Linked DNA regions of Oryctolagus cuniculus: region 2 is linked to region 1. Evidence: chromatin contacts called from public Hi-C data. All regions are on one chromosome and are shown on one strand. Each heading gives the region's core, a stretch centred on a gene start, on an enhancer-like site or on the middle of the called end of the contact. The rest is flanking DNA. Distances are from core to core; before and after follow the strand shown.

What was found. Hi-C and Micro-C count contacts between places; a contact is called where the count stands out from the background.
Region 2: a Hi-C map of an unstated tissue shows a contact between it and region 1, with 3 times the contacts expected there. The contact joins two enhancer-like sites. A contact is called at or near these places in 3 of 6 Hi-C or Micro-C datasets (ear pinna, psoas muscle and an unstated tissue).

Annotation. Positions count from the first base shown.
Region 1 is chr10:64,058,325-64,066,055 of mOryCun1.1, reverse strand. No RefSeq gene overlaps it. Among named protein-coding and RNA genes, the nearest start is that of LAMA1, 210 kb to the left of the region's middle. Within about 2 kb of position 4,060, at least 2 of the 8 cell types and tissues checked have an H3K27ac peak or open chromatin away from gene starts, as enhancers often do.
Region 2 is chr10:64,331,739-64,339,244 of mOryCun1.1, reverse strand. No RefSeq gene overlaps it. Among named protein-coding and RNA genes, the nearest start is that of LRRC30, 39 kb to the left of the region's middle. Within about 2 kb of position 3,579, at least 1 of the 8 cell types and tissues checked has an H3K27ac peak or open chromatin away from gene starts, as enhancers often do.

The sequences.
Region 1 (7,731 bases), core at 2,811-5,310:
TACTGTAGGAACAAGTTCCCAAGCAAATTACAAGAGTACACGTGTGCTTCCAAATTAATAAAACTTTGTAGACTTTTCAAAAGCATACTCCCTCCATGCACCTTGCTCTTCACTTCCACCCAATTTCTCTTCCCTTCCCTTCCCTTCCCTTCCCTTCCCTTCCCTTCCCTTCCCTTCCCTTCCCTTCCCTTCCCTCCTTCCTTCCTTCCTTCCTTCCTTCCTTCCTTCCTTCCTTTCTTCCTTCCTTCCTTCCTTTATTTGAAAGGTAGAGTTACATAGAGGCAGAGGCAGAGAGAAAGTCTTCCTTCCACTGGTTCACTCCCCAGATGGCTGCAATGGCCAGAGCTGGGCCTATCCAAAGCTAGGAGCCAGGAGCCAGGAGTCAGGAGTCAGGAGCTTCCCCCAGGTCTCCCACAAGAGTGCAGGGGCCCAAGGACTTGGGTCATCTTCTACTGCTTTCCCAGGCCATAACAGGGAGCTGGATCGGAAGTGGAACAGCTGGGACTTGAACTGGTGCCCATTTGGTGTGCTGGCACTGCAGGCAGAAGCTTTACCCACTAGGCCACGGTGCTGGCCCCAGCCATCCAATTTCTTTTTTAATATATTCAGAGAAAGTAATTAGAAGATAAATATGACAGACTAATCCCAGCATTGTCCCAACTCCCAGTTCTCTTCACTTTCTTGTATGTGTTGTTGTCAAGAAAATTGTATTTTGAAGACACCTTTGAAATAGAGAAAATGCCTTGGAACATTGTCGGAGAAATCTTTGCTTACCCCAAAGTCTTGAAGATATTCTCCAAAGTTTTCTTCCAGAAAACTTGTACTTTTAGCTTGTGCATTAAGTCTGTGATCCAACTTGAATATTTTGTACTTTGTGAAACACAGAGGTCAAGGTTCGTTGTTTTTCCGACTTTCCATTCTCTGCTGAATTGCCTTGGCAGTCTATGAAAAGTCAACGACTTTGTATGTACATGTCTCCTTGTGAACTCTACTCTCTACCATTGATCTTTCTGTGCACCCTCATGCCAGGGCTACACCACATTGATCACTGTAGCTTTGTATTGTTCCAAAACAAGTAATGTAATTCCTCTACATGCACTCTTTTTTTTTTAATCCTTTGAATTTCCATATATATTTTCTACTTGGGAAGGCAGAGCAACAGAGAAAGAGAGGGGAAGAGAGAGAGCAAGTTTCCATCTCCTGGGCCACTCCCCAAATGCCTTCAACCACCAAGGCTGGGCCAGGGCAAATCCAGCAACCTGGAACTCCATCTGGGTTTCTCAAGTCAGTATTAGGGGCCCAAGCATTTGGGCCATCATCTGCTGCTTCTAAGGGTGCGTTAGCAAGAAGCTGGATGGAAAGCAGAGTAGCTGGGACTCAGACTGGCACTCCAATATGGGATACAGGCATTCCCAATGGCAGATGAGCTGCTGTGCCACAGTGTCCGGCCGTCCATATAAATCTTAAAATCAGCTTTTCTATTTCTATAGAGAAAAGACTGCTAGGATTTGGACTGAGATTTCATTGTATCTTCAGTTCTATTTACGGGAGAATTCACATCCTTAGCATTGTTGGATCTTCTAACTCATGAACATGAAATCCCTCTCCACTTGTTTAGTTCTTATTTAAATGCTTCCCAGGATAATGTTTGTAGTTTTCAGTATTTAGCAATTAAATATTTCATTAAATTTATTTTTAGATATTTTATATTTGTTGATGCTGTTAAAAATGGTGTTGTTTTTATAATGTGCTTTCCAAATTATCATTGGCTAATATGAGGAACACAATTGATTTTTGTGATTGGCCTCGTATCCTGCGACCTGGCCAGATGTGCTTATTCATTCTAGTAACGGCAGCAACAGACTCTTTATGGTTTTCTTTACCGAATCATCTAGTCATATCATCTGCAAATTACGCAGCTTTCCTTCTTCCTTTTAGTGCTTCATTTCCTTTCTTCTCGCTTGCCTCACTGTCTTGGCTTACGGCACTAGCTAGGATCTACACCGCTTCGAGAAGAAACAGCAGGAGAAGACACTCTTGCCTTGTGATCTCAGGCAGGCGTCTCCACCTCGAGCCAGGGTGTTCGGGACAAGATATTTCCTGGCTGGGCTTTCTTGCATCCTGGCGTGTTTATCAGCTTTCCTGGCTTCTCTCCTGCTAGCGAGCAGCTTCGCACTCCCCAGTGATGACAACTGATTGCTGGGAAGGTGCTCTTTTAGATGTTTCTAGATAGAACAAGTATCCATTCTGGAGAAAACCACCCCCAACTGAATATCTCTGTATTAAGAAGAAAATATTTGGTATATTACCATTATGATAAGTATCATGTTCATTGTAAGGATCCTCTTTTCAGAAACTTATTATGGAAAATTGTCGGCATAGTGAATATCATATTGAACGCTGCTGGTCTGTGGCATCCTAGCACACTGCATTTGGCCTGACAGAGTCACCTATCCTTCCTTCTGTCCATTCATCAATCTATCTTATTTTTTTTTTTAATTTTTTTTTGACAGGCAGAGTGGATAGTAAGAGAGAGACAGAGAGAAAAGTCTTCCTTTTGCCGTTGGTTCACCCTCCAATGGCCGCCGCAGCCGGCGTGCTGCAGCCGGGGCATCGCGCTGATCCGAAGGCAGGAGCCAGGTGCTTCTCCTGGTCTCCCATGGGGTGCAGGGCCCAAGCACTTGGGCCATCCTCCACTGCACTCCCTGGCCACAGCAGAGAGCTGGCCTGGAAGAGGAGCAACTGGGACAGAATCCGGCACCCCGACCAGGACTAGAACCCGGTGTGCCAGCACTGCAAGGCAGAGGATTAGCCTAGTAAGCTGCGGCGCCAGCCAATCTTATTTTTAAACACATTGTAAAATGAGTTCAGACACCAGTATACTCCCCTCCCCGCCCAGTATTTCAGTATGAATAACATTACCAGAAATTCAGTATTTACATATTATTTACAGATTCTTTTTCCTTCTGAGTTTTCACACAATGAAATAAATAAATATTAAGTTGATATGCATTCAGTTCTGAAGTGTGTGAAGTGTGACCCAAAACATTTCAAAATACAGACTACTCTACCACAGAAATATAATACAGCCATCTATATAATTTGAAATTTTCTAGTAGCCACATTAAAAGAGCAAAGGGAAACTGCTAAAATTTATTTTACTCATATACCAGTTAAGCCAGTTATCTAAATAAGAACTTAATAAGTAATCAAAGTAAAATACTACTAATGAGATATTTTATACTTTTCGTCCCTACGAAGTCTTCACAACCTGGACCTACCAGTCACATTTCGAGCGCTGGGAAGGCCCACGTGGCCAGTGGTCCTGACTGAGAAAATGCAGAACATGTCCATTCCCCAGGAAGCTGCCTCGTGCCCCCTCCAGTCTCCTTATCCATCCCCATAGAGGCAACCATTGTTCTGTTTTTTTTTTTTTCCCCATCATTGTTTAGTTTTACCTTAGCGTTTCATACAAATAGAATTACACAGTATGTTGTCTTTTAGCCTGGCTTTTTTCCACTCAGCATAATGTTTCTGAGATTCATTCATGCTGTTGCCTCTATCAGTTTATTGCTTTTTATTGCTGAGTAATGATTTTTTTGGAATATGCCACAGTTATTATTGATGGACACTGCATGTTCCCAGTATTATTCTAAGTAAAATGGCTATAATCATCCTTTACAGAGGTGTTTTTGTGACCATGTTTCCTGTGAGGTAAATACTTAAAAATTGCTGATATAAGGTATTTGCTTGATTAATTTGATAAGAAACTTCTGGACCCTTTTCCAAAGAGACTACCATTTTATGTGGTGACCAATAGTGTCTAAGAGCTCTGGTTCTTCCACACATACAATGGTAAGTCCGTTAGATTTTAACCATTCCGGGGCCAGGCGTGGTGGTGCAGCATGCTAAGCCGCTGCTTGGAATGCACACATCCCATGCTGCAGTGCTGGATCAGGTCCTGGCTTCTGTTTCTGATGCAGCTCCCCGCCGAAGTGCTGGAAAGTAGGGCATGATGACTCAAGCGCTTGGATTGCCACCTACATGAGCGGACTAGCTCGATGGAGTTCTTGGCTCCTGGCTTTGGCCTGGCTCAGCCCCAAATGTTGAAGCTATCAGCAGATGGGAGCTCTCTTCCTCTCTCGCTCTTGCTCTCACTCTCACTGTTACTCTCCGTGTGTCACTCTGCCTTTCAAATAAGCAAATAAATCTTTGAAAAAAACGTTTCAACTATTCTGATTGGCATGTGGTGGCATCTTCTTGTGATTTTGGTTTGCATTTCTCTAATGTCTCATAATGTTGAATTTTTTCTCATGTGCTTATTGACCATTTCCATTTCTTTTGTAAATTGTCCAAGTCTTCCGGTCTTTTAAAATGGAGTTGTCTTTTTATTAATGAGTTCTTCATGTATCCTATCTGTCCTTTGTCTGTCCTTTGTCAGACCTCACATAGTTTACCAATTTCTCTTTAATTGTGGTTGGTTTGTATGGATTCTTAACGGTCTCTGGATAAGCAGCAGTTTTAGATCTTGTTAAAGTCTAATTAATCAGTTTTATATATTTGTTGCTTTTTGTTTCTGGGAAATCTCTGTTTACTCCTAATTCCAAGGCTATCTCGTTTGTTTTCTTCTGAAAGTCTCATGGTTTTAGGTACCTCTATGATCCGTGTGTCCGTGTGTGTGTGTGTGTGTGTGTACCATGTGAGAGGATAACCTTGCCTTTTTGCCATATAGATATCCAGAGGTTCTAATATCAGCTGTTGAAAGGAGCTGCCTTTCCCCACTGGGTTACTATTTTTATGAATCTGTTCTGTGTCACTGAAGTACTTGTTTTTATTCTGTTGTGCTGTCTTAATAGCTGTGGCTCTATAGTAACTTTTTTTTTTTTATTTACTTATTTATTTGAAAGGCAGAGTTACAGAGAGGAGAGGCAGAGGAAAGAGAGAGAGGCAGAGGCAGAGAGGTAGAGAGAGGTAGAGAAGCCGGCGCCGTGGCTCAATAGGCTAATCCTCCACCTTGCGGCGCCGGCACACCGGGTTCTAGTCCCGGTTGGGGCGCCGGATTCTGTCCCGGTCGCCCCTCTTCCAGGCCAGCTCTCTGCTATGGCCAGGGAGTGCAGTGGAGGATGGCCCAGGTGCTTGGGCCCTGCACCCCATGGGAGACCAGGAAAAGCACCTGGCTCCTGGCTCCTGCCAGGATCAGCGCGGTGCGCCGGCTGCAGCGGCGGCCATTGGAGGGTGAACCAACGGCAAAGGAAGACCTTTCTCTCTCTGTCTCTCTCTCACTGTCCACTCTGCCTGTCCAAAAAAAAAAAAAAAAAAAAAAAAAAAGAGAGAGAGGTAGAGAGAGAGAGAGAGAGAGAGAGAGAAAGAATCTTCTATCTGCTGGCTCACTTCCCAAATGGCTGAAATGGCCAGGGCTGGGCTGTGCCAAAACCAGGAGCCAGGAGCTTCACCTGGGTCTCCCATGTGGGTTCAGGAGCTCAAGCACTTGGGTCATCCTCCACTAATTTCCCAGGTGCATTAGCAGGAAGCTGGATTGGAAGTGAAGCAGCCAGGACTTGAACTGGTACCCCTATGGGATGCTGACACTGCAGACAGCAGCTTAACCCGCTGCACCACAGTGTCAACACCTAGAGTAAGTCTTGGAATCATTCATTCAAAGTTACACAGCATTGCTTTTTTTTTTTTTTTTTTTTTTGACAGGCAGAGTGGACAGTGAGAGAGAGACAAAGATCTTCCTTTTGCTGTTGGTTCACCCTCCAATGGCCGCCGCGGCCGGCGCGCTGCGGCCTGCGCACCGCGTTGATCCGATGGCAGGAGCCAGGTGCTTCTCCTGGTCTCCCATGGGGTGCAGGGCCCAAGGACTTGGGCCATCCTCCACTGTACTCCCTGGCCACAGCAGAGAGCTGGCCTGGAAGAGGGGCAACCGGGACAGAATCCGGCGCCCTGACCAGGACTAGAACTCGGTGTGCGGGCGCCACAAGGCGGAGGATCAGCCTATTGAGCCGCGGCACCAGCTAACAACATTGCTTTTTTTTTTTTTTTAAATGACTTTAGATATTATAGGTGAATCGTATTTCCATATAAATTTTATTAGTCTGTCAATTTCTGCCCAAACCACCCTCCTGACGTTATGAGGGGGATGGTCTTGAATATATAGAACTATTTGTAAAGAACTGATATTTTGCTAATTTTTAAATCCATCTCTTCCAGTTCAGAGCATGGTATAATCTACATATTTATTGAGCTGTTCTTTAATTTTTATGAAACTATTTTACAGTTTCAAGTATTTTGTTAAATGTTCTCATAAATACTTTATGAATTCTTAATAATTTACTTTCCAGGGGCCAGCGCTATGGCATAGTGGCTAAAGACAACATTCCCTATGGGCACTGGTTCGAGACCAGCTGCTCCACTTCCAATCCAGCGCTCTACTATGGCTTGGGAAAGCAGCAGCAGATGCCCCAAGTCCTTGGACCCCTGCACCCTCATGGGAAGGCCTGGAAGAAGCTCTTGGCTCTTGGCTTTGGATCGGTGCAGCTCCTGTAGTTGTGGCCAAGTGGATGGAAGACCTCTATCTCTCTCTCTCTCTCTGCTTCTCTTTCTCTCTCTGTGTAACTCTTTCTTTTTTTTTTTTTTTTTTGAGATACGTACATGTTTTATTTATTTTTTAACTTTTTTATAGAAAGCTTTTATTTAATAAATATAAATTTCTTAAGTACAGCTTTTGGATTATAGTGGTTCTTCCTCCTCATACCCCCACACCAACCCCGAAACCATACCACCTCCTACTCCCTCCCCCATGGCATTCTTCATTAAAATTCATTTTTAATTATCCTTATATACATAATATCAACTCTATATTAAGTAAAGATTCAACAGTTTGAACCCACACAGACACATAAAGTATAAAGTACTGTCTGAAGACAGTTTTACTGTTAATTCTCAAAGTACAACACATTAAGGACAGAGGTCCTACATGGGGAGCAAGTGCACAGTGACTCCTGTTGTTGATTTAACAATTGACACTCTTAAGTATGACGTCAGTAATCATTCAAGGCTCTTGTCATGAGCTGCCAAGGCTAAGGAAGCCTCTTGAATCCACAAACTCTGTTCATATGTGGACAAGGCCATAATCAAAGTAGAAGTTCTCTCTTCCCTCAGAGAAAGGTACCTCCTTCTTTGATGGCCCTTTCTTTCCACAGGGATCTCACTCACAGATATCTTTCGTGGAGGTCATTTTTTTTTCCCCCCACACTGTCTTGGCTTTCCATGACTGAAATGCCCTCATGGGCTTTTCAGCCAGATCTGAATGCCTTGAGGGCTGATTCTAGGGAAGAGTGTTGTTTAGGGCATCTGCTATTCTATGAGTCTGCTGTGTATCCCACTTCCCATGTTGAGTCGTTCTCTCCTTTTTAATTCTATCAGTTAGTATTAGCAGACACTGGTTTTATTTATGTGACACTTTAATCCTATGACACTTAATCCTATTTTTATGATCAGTTATGAACTTAAACTGATCACTTTAACCAGTAAGATGCCATTGGCACCTGCCAACCAAATGGGATTAAGAGTCCTATGGCAAGGTTTTAGCTTTACCCTTAGAGGTAAGCCTGAGGAATGTGTGCTGAACTGTACATCTCCTCCCTCTCTTATTCCCACTCTTATTTTTTACAGGGATCAATTTTCAATTGGATTTAAACACCTAAGAATAATTCTGTGTTAAGTAAA
Region 2 (7,506 bases), core at 2,330-4,829, 270 kb before region 1:
GTCTTAAGAGCCAATGATTAAAGATGGAGAGGCAGATAGAGTCCAGGTGGGAAATGATGAATTGTGGCTCAGAGCAGGAGGCTGGAGGGTTAGGGTATGATAGGACATGGTCTGGAAAGAGTTTTAGGATAGTGTTACCTACACTTTCTAATGGATTGAAGAAAAGGTGTTTGTATAAAGCAACTGGAAAGATGGAGTTGCCAACAAATGAAACAGAAAAGCTTACAGGTGGGCCAGGTTTTGTTTGTTTTATTTGTTGTTTCTTTGTTTTTTGAGTATAGAGGTCACACCAGAAGTTCAAGACATACTAAGCTTGAATTGTCTGACGGACATGAAGTAGAGAAGTCAACCAAATAACTCAACACACAAGTGGACTTCAAAAAGTTCATGGACATAGGAGTAAAAGATAAAAATATGAACCTTATTTCTCATTATAACCTCCATCAAGTTCAAGAAACATGATAAGCAATGATATCAGTCATTTAGTCCACCCCAAAAGAAGTCTGTGTGCTGGGAATTTAATCATGTTCATGAAGTCTATTTTATTGGTGTTAACTAAAGAAAAATGGATGTTCTTAAGATTAGGGGGAAGCCAGGAGGAGACAAATAAAGACTGTCAGGTGGATACCTAATGCTTTCCAACTGAAGCTCACAAAATTGCCCTTGTTTGACGCAGGGAAGGAGCAGGAGCCTTGCCAGGACGGAGAAGAACTCTCTGGGGAAGGTTTTCCAAGTCTTTCACTGCTGAAGCTCTGCCAAAGTTTCTCAAAACATATTCATAAGCAGCAAACGCAGTGTTCTTTGCCACTCCAGAGAGTCAGCAGGAAACATGTCTTGAGCATCCCAGATGCCATGACCTTTGCCCTTGACCTGCTGCTTGAGCTTTGACCACACACGTCCACCTCTTGGTAGCCACTGCTTTGATCATGCTTTGTATCCAGGACCTTACTCGTAAAGCTACATTTTATCTCCTGCCACACTTCTTGAAAGAAATGCTTCAGGATCTCTGCCCTGCTTCTTTCAAATTTCCATGGAAATCTCAGCTCTTGTCTTAGGTGCCCTGGGGGCACTAGGATGTAGCCCTCTCAAGCAGAAGGTTTGCTCCATTTTAATTTTTCAATCAGAAGTGTGTAAGCTAAACTAACAGAGATGTCTGTGATGTTGGCTATTGTTCCAGCTGTTAATTGCTGGTCCTCTTCAACCAGTGCAAGAACAAGATTAATTTCTTCCTTGAACCAGTGGATGGAAGATCTCCCTCCCTATATCCCTCCACCCCTCCCTTTTCAAATAAATAAAATGAACTATTTTCAAAAAGAAAATGGATATGGGTGGCCTGCCACTGTGACCTGCATCTTTGACATTGCCTTGTGCCTTGTTCTTTCTAAAAATGAATTATCCATTTAAAAATGGCTGATGTCTTTGGAGCCTTGCACCCATAAGCTCTCTGCACAGCGTCAATGATCTCACCATTTTCCACCCACATTGCACTATAAATCTGATGTTTGTTCACACTCCAGTTTGAGCAGAATTCATGTCACCATGATAGTGGCTCTTTCTCAATTGATGTCTTATTCTTCTTAGTGCCTCAAACTAGATCCTGTTCAGACATGTTATAGCAGATCAGTATGAGTTCATTTTGGTGTAAAAAAATTGAAATCCATGTTTGAAGTTATTCTGCAACATATGTTTCCTATGAATCTTTCAAAGAACCCTTATATAGGTCTGGAGTTTATTAAGTCAGAGACCTTGAGGAAAGTCTCTAGCACATGAGTGACACGTCGTGGCCACCCCAGAACTCTTAACATGAGTGTGTAATTTAGCTAAGTTTAGAGTCCACCAATCTCTTTACACTTTTCCTGAGTGATGCAAGGAATCTGAAGCACTCTTAATCTGCTGACTCCTCCTTTGCACTGTGTTTTTGTGCTTCCTTGCCTTGTTTAATCCTACAGGATTCATTCACATTGTTCTGTAGTGAATACCAGCATGGAGCTATCCTTTCTCCACATCCATTCTTGCATTTCAGTCCCACATTTTGGACTCACCTTCCTTTTCTTTTTTTTTTTTTTTTAAGATTTATTTATTTTACTTGAAAGTCACAGTTATACTGAGAGGAGGAGAAGCAGAAAGAGAGATAGAGAGAGGTCTTCCATCCACTGGTTCACTCCCCAATTGGCTGCAGTGGCCGGAGCTGAGCCCATCTGAAGCCAGGAGCCAGGAGCTTCTTCCGGGTCTCCCATGTGGGTGCAGGGGCCCCAGGACCTGGGCCATCTTCTACTGCTTTCCCAGGCCATAGCAGAGAGCTGGACAGGAAGTAGAGCAGCCAGGTCTCAAACTGGCGCCTGTATGGGATGCAGGCACCAAAGGAGGCGACTTTATCTGCTACACCACAGCACTAGCCCCTCACCTTCCTTTTTGTGCGATGACACCCTTCAGAATTTCCTTAACAAATTTGGGTGACCGGAAATCTGTTTGTATTAATTTGAAAATGATTTCATTTTATACTCATCTCTAATAGGTATTTTCACCAAGAATATGGTTGTAAGTCTGCTTTTTTTAAGCACTTTGAAAATAAATCCTGTTTCAGGGACCTGGACCTCCCACTATTGCCAGTGAAAAGCAGATCTCAGATTACATGCCATTCTACTGTAGTGAATAGAGTTTTGAAAGATCTCTTCGCCTTGTTTCACTGTGATATAACTAAGCCTGGATTTCTCTTTCTTTTAGTTATGCTTAGAGACTGCTGGATTTAGTTCATCTGTGAACTGAAGCCTTTTATCCACAGCTCAAGCATTACCTTTGGCCCATTCATGTGCTGGTTTTTTTCCTCCAAGCTCTCACATCTCATAACCTCTCTGTCCTCCTTCCATTACTAGTCTCAGGTGTTGGAGTGTGGGTGATTTCTTTAGACTATCTTTCATTTTGCTAATCCTTTCTAAGTACTAGTGTGAAACTTTTCAACTTTTTTTTTAAGACTTAGTTATTTATTTGAAAGGCAGAGTTACAGAGTAAGAGAGAGACAGAGATCTTCCATCTGCTGGTTCACTTCCCAAATGGCCACAATGGCAGGAAATGGCCAAGGCCAAAGCCAGGAATCTAGAACTCCATTTGGGTCTCCCATGTAGGTGGCAGGTTCCCAGGTACTTGGGCCATCTTCCACTGCTTTCCCAGGCCATTAGCAGGGAGCTGGATGGGAAGTGCCTCAGCTGGGACTCGAACCTGCAGCCCTATGGGAAGCTACAGTCCCAGGCAGTGGCTTAACCTGCTACACCTGAATGCTGGCCCGTCAACCGTTTTATTGTCTTTTTTAAAAATAAGATTTATTTATTTATTTATTTATTTGAAAGGCAGAGTTACAGAAAGGAAGAGAGAGAGAGAGAGAGAGAGAGAGAGAGAGAGATCTTCCATCTGCTGGTTCACTTCCCAGATGGCCACAGTGGCCGAAACTGGGAGGAGCCAGGAGCGATTTCCGGGTCTCCCACATGGGTGCAAGGGCCTAAGCACTTGAGCCGTCTTCTGCTGCTTTCTCAAGCCATCAGCAGCGAGCTGGGTCAGAAGCAGAGCAGCCAGGATTAGAACTAGAGCCCATATGAAATACCGGCCCTGCGGGCAGCCTTACCTGCTATGCCACAGAGTCGGCCCCTTCTCATCTTAATCTTTCTTTTTAAGATTTATTTTATTTATTTGAAAGACAGAGTTATAGAGAGAGGTAGAGCCAGAGAGAAAGAGAGGTCTTTCATCTGCTGGTTCACTCTCCAAATACTGCAGCGGCCAGAGCTGAGCTGATCAGAAGCCAGGAGCCAGGAGCTTCTTCTGGGTCTCCCACATGGGTGCAGGGGCCCAAGGACTTGGGCCATCTTCTACTGCTTTCCCAGGCCACAGCAGAGAGCTGGATCAGAAGTGGAGCAGCAGAGACTCAAACTGGCACCCATATGCCTTGCCTGTTATATATTAATGTGGGGTGGAGCCTGGCTCAGGTAGCTGGGCCATGCGGCCACCTGGCTAAAACTGCGCCAGTTTCCTAACATTGCCAGCACGGCAGGTGGAGGCTTAACCTACCACACCACAGCACCAGCCCCTGTTGGGAAATTTGAGCCCGTTTACCCAAAGCTTTAACCCACTGTGCCGCAGCGTCAGTGCCTTATCTTAATCCTAACAGTTTTTATATTATGTCAGCAGAGGCTCATTTACAGTGATTGAAAAGAGGCTGCCTTTGGAAAACACTTCCTTTTCTCATCCTCATAGCTCAGTTTTTCAAAGCATACGTAACAAAACAAAAACAAAAACAAAAAAACAAAAAACCAGAATCAAAGAACCAAGGGCACGCTGAGGCACAGAAGGCTAGGTTGGGCTGAGTTGACCCTTGAGCCAAAATGGTGAGCTTTGCCCACCTTCTCTCTGGCTGGGACAGGAGCGTGGAAAAGGGCAGAGAAATAGCCTCAAACCACCACTGCTTCTGCTTGTCGTAGCCAGGACTCCAAAGGTAGATCCCATTCCAGAAGTTGTACACAGTACGGAGGGGAAGTTTCTTTCTTTCCTTTTTTTTTTTTTTTTTTATTTTTATTTTTTTTTTTTTGACCCATCAGATTCAGTGAATGAAAACTAGTTGCTTTGAAACCCTTTTTGTTGGGTACTTATATGAGAAACTCTAGCAAGCCTGGGATTATTGGATTTCTATTTCTACTTGCAAATTTGAACAACTTTGAATGTTTCCCTCTCTGGTTCAAAGCTTGAGCTTCTCTTTGATCATTTGGTGGAGTGTGAAAAACGGGGGATTAATGCTACATGTGGACCAAGTCTCTGAGGCTTACATCCTTAAATTGACTTTGGTGATGGTTTGCCTCTAACGTGTTAAGTGAAGGCAATTAGGCTGTGAATGAATACCATTAACGCGCATTCATATTCAACTACCGCTGGAGTCTCAGGACTTGAATTCTTCTGAATTCTTCTCTGCCAAGCCTTTCCCAGTGCATTACCACATCTTTATTGATTTGATTTCTCTATGCAAGGTGTGGCTTAGTGTAATTTTAGCCTCTGGGTCTCTTTCACTGTAATTTTCAGTCTTTGGGGGGATTTTTCTTTCTCTTGTATTCTATTAACTCAGAATTATGCAGAATAATCTCCCATTTAGATGCATAAAGCAATGAGGAAAGACAGTAATGAATGCCACAAGTCTCTTCTAAGGATGGTTCAGACTTCCAGGAGGTTTTGAAAAGAAAAATTGTCCATGTGTTTCTTTCCTAGCATTTTAGCATCCCCTCTAAATGTATTGGGGGCTAACCATATGAACAAGGATACTTCAAAAGGTTCATGGAAAATGAAATTAAATATAAACTTTAATTGAGGTCTGGTACTGTGGCATAGTAGACAAAGCTACCACCTATGGAGCCGGCATCCCATAAGGATGCTGGTTCAAGTCCTAGCTGTTCCATTTCCAATCCAGCTCCCCGCTAATGAGCCTAGGAGGGCAGTAAAAGATGGCTCCTGTGCTTGAGCCCCTGCCCCTGTGTGGGAGACCTAGAGAAATCCCCTGGCTCTGGCTTCTGATTGGCCCAGCTCCAACTATTGCAGCCATTTGGGGAATGAACTAGCAGATGGTAGATCTCTCTGTCTCTCCTTCTCCCTCTGTAACTCTGCCTCTCAAATAAACAAATCTTAAAAAAAAAATTTTTTTTGAAATCCGTGCAGAGGAGGGGTCTTCAAAAAGTTCATTAAAATGCATAGTATGAAAAATATGGATTTCAAAATTATTTACACCAAAATAGTCACAAATTGTAAGTGTGTGTGTGTATAAAACTTTTATATTTAATTATTTCAGAGTCAGAGACAGAGAGACTGCCCATCTTCTGGTTCACTACCCAAATTCTGTAACAGCCAGGGCTGGGCAAGGCTGAAGCCAGGAGCCATGAACTCAACCATGTCTTCCACATGAGTGGTAGGAGACTACTTGAGCCATCACCACTTGGCCAAAAATTGGAATCAGTAGTGGAGCCAGGACTTGAACCCAGGTACTCCAATGTGGGACACGGGCATATTAACCAGTAGGTCAAATGTTTTTAATTCATTTTTCCATGAATGTCTTGAAATAGCCTCATATTAATTTCTCATGAAAATCCAGACAACATATTTTGGCCTTACCAGTAGTATATGAATATCTATAATTCTTTTAATAAGCACTGGTGATTATAGTTTTATAAGGTAAGGTGGGTGGTCTGAGGTTACTAAACTCATTTTCATCTTTTTTTCAGATTTAAGACAAACACATGTGGAACTGTAGTCTTCCGGTTACAAAAAGCATAGCTAATATATTGTTTCATTTTTTTCCTAATTGATCTTTAGAATTTCCCCTTATAGTTTTTTTATTCCGGTTATGAAAATCTGCAATACAGTGAAATTTAAACCAGAATTTGTGCTGACAATGGGACTCCTGCTGCTGGGATAAGCATTTAGTACTCTTGTTCTGTCGCTAGGGGGAGCTGTTGGTCCTTCATTGCATCATAAAGCAGCCATGGCGTCTGCGATGCTACTTTCTGATTAGGAGTGAGTGGGTCATTATCGCTTCGCATTTGGTACAGTCTTGAAAGGACTCTCTAATCATTCAGAGATGCGGGAGAGATGCACTAAAAAAGAAGTTGATAAACCCAATCAGATCCCTTGAAAGCTTCCAAGGACGGCTCCAGGCTCATCATCAAATACTGACAACTCTAACAGAGAAAGTAAAATTACAGACATTCCACACAAAAACCACATTTCATTAGAGTTGAAAGGGAGAGTAGATCAAGAGTTACATGATGAACGGCTCCTAAAAAACTGCTTATTAAAGAACAAACGGCCATGAAAATGTTGTCAATCAACCAGGTCTTACTGACTTTTCATCTTGTGAATCCCATCTAAGGAACATGGTTCTACCCAGCCCTGAAGGCAGACAGGAGGTGGAATTAGCACAGAGACCTGAGCATTTGTTAGCTCCTTTGTGTAACTGTGGTATCTCAGGCCTGGCCGGAAGCTCCGCCCCTGTTCTAGAACCCGGAGAACCCGCGAGGTCTCTCCCTTGGGGAAAAGCCAGTGTCTCTTCTGCTTCTTTTACAGGGACTGGGTGGTGACAGAGGGCAGGGAGCCAACCCTCTGAGCAGGTGCAGAGCCTCTGTTCCGCGGGAGGGAGCCCACTGCAGGGCCCAGGGAGGAAAGGCCGAGGGAGCCTGGAACCCTTCCGCGCCGTCACACGGGCCTTGCTCAAGGCACGTCCCTTCCAGATGCTGTTCCTCCACGTTGGGCTTCTGTTGATCTTCCCTCAGCTCTGCATTCCTGGCCCACCCAAAGGGTCCCCAACCTCCACATACAAGTAGGGGGGATGACGGCTAAGAAAATTCAATGAATGCATTGGTGTCCTCCCGGGTAGAGCAGGTCCCATGGTGGCCATTGTGCCCTATGGCAAGGAGGGAAGGCAGATCAGGAAGAGCGAATGGTAAGAAACCCGGCTCTAGAAAGGAAAAGAGAGCAGACGAATGG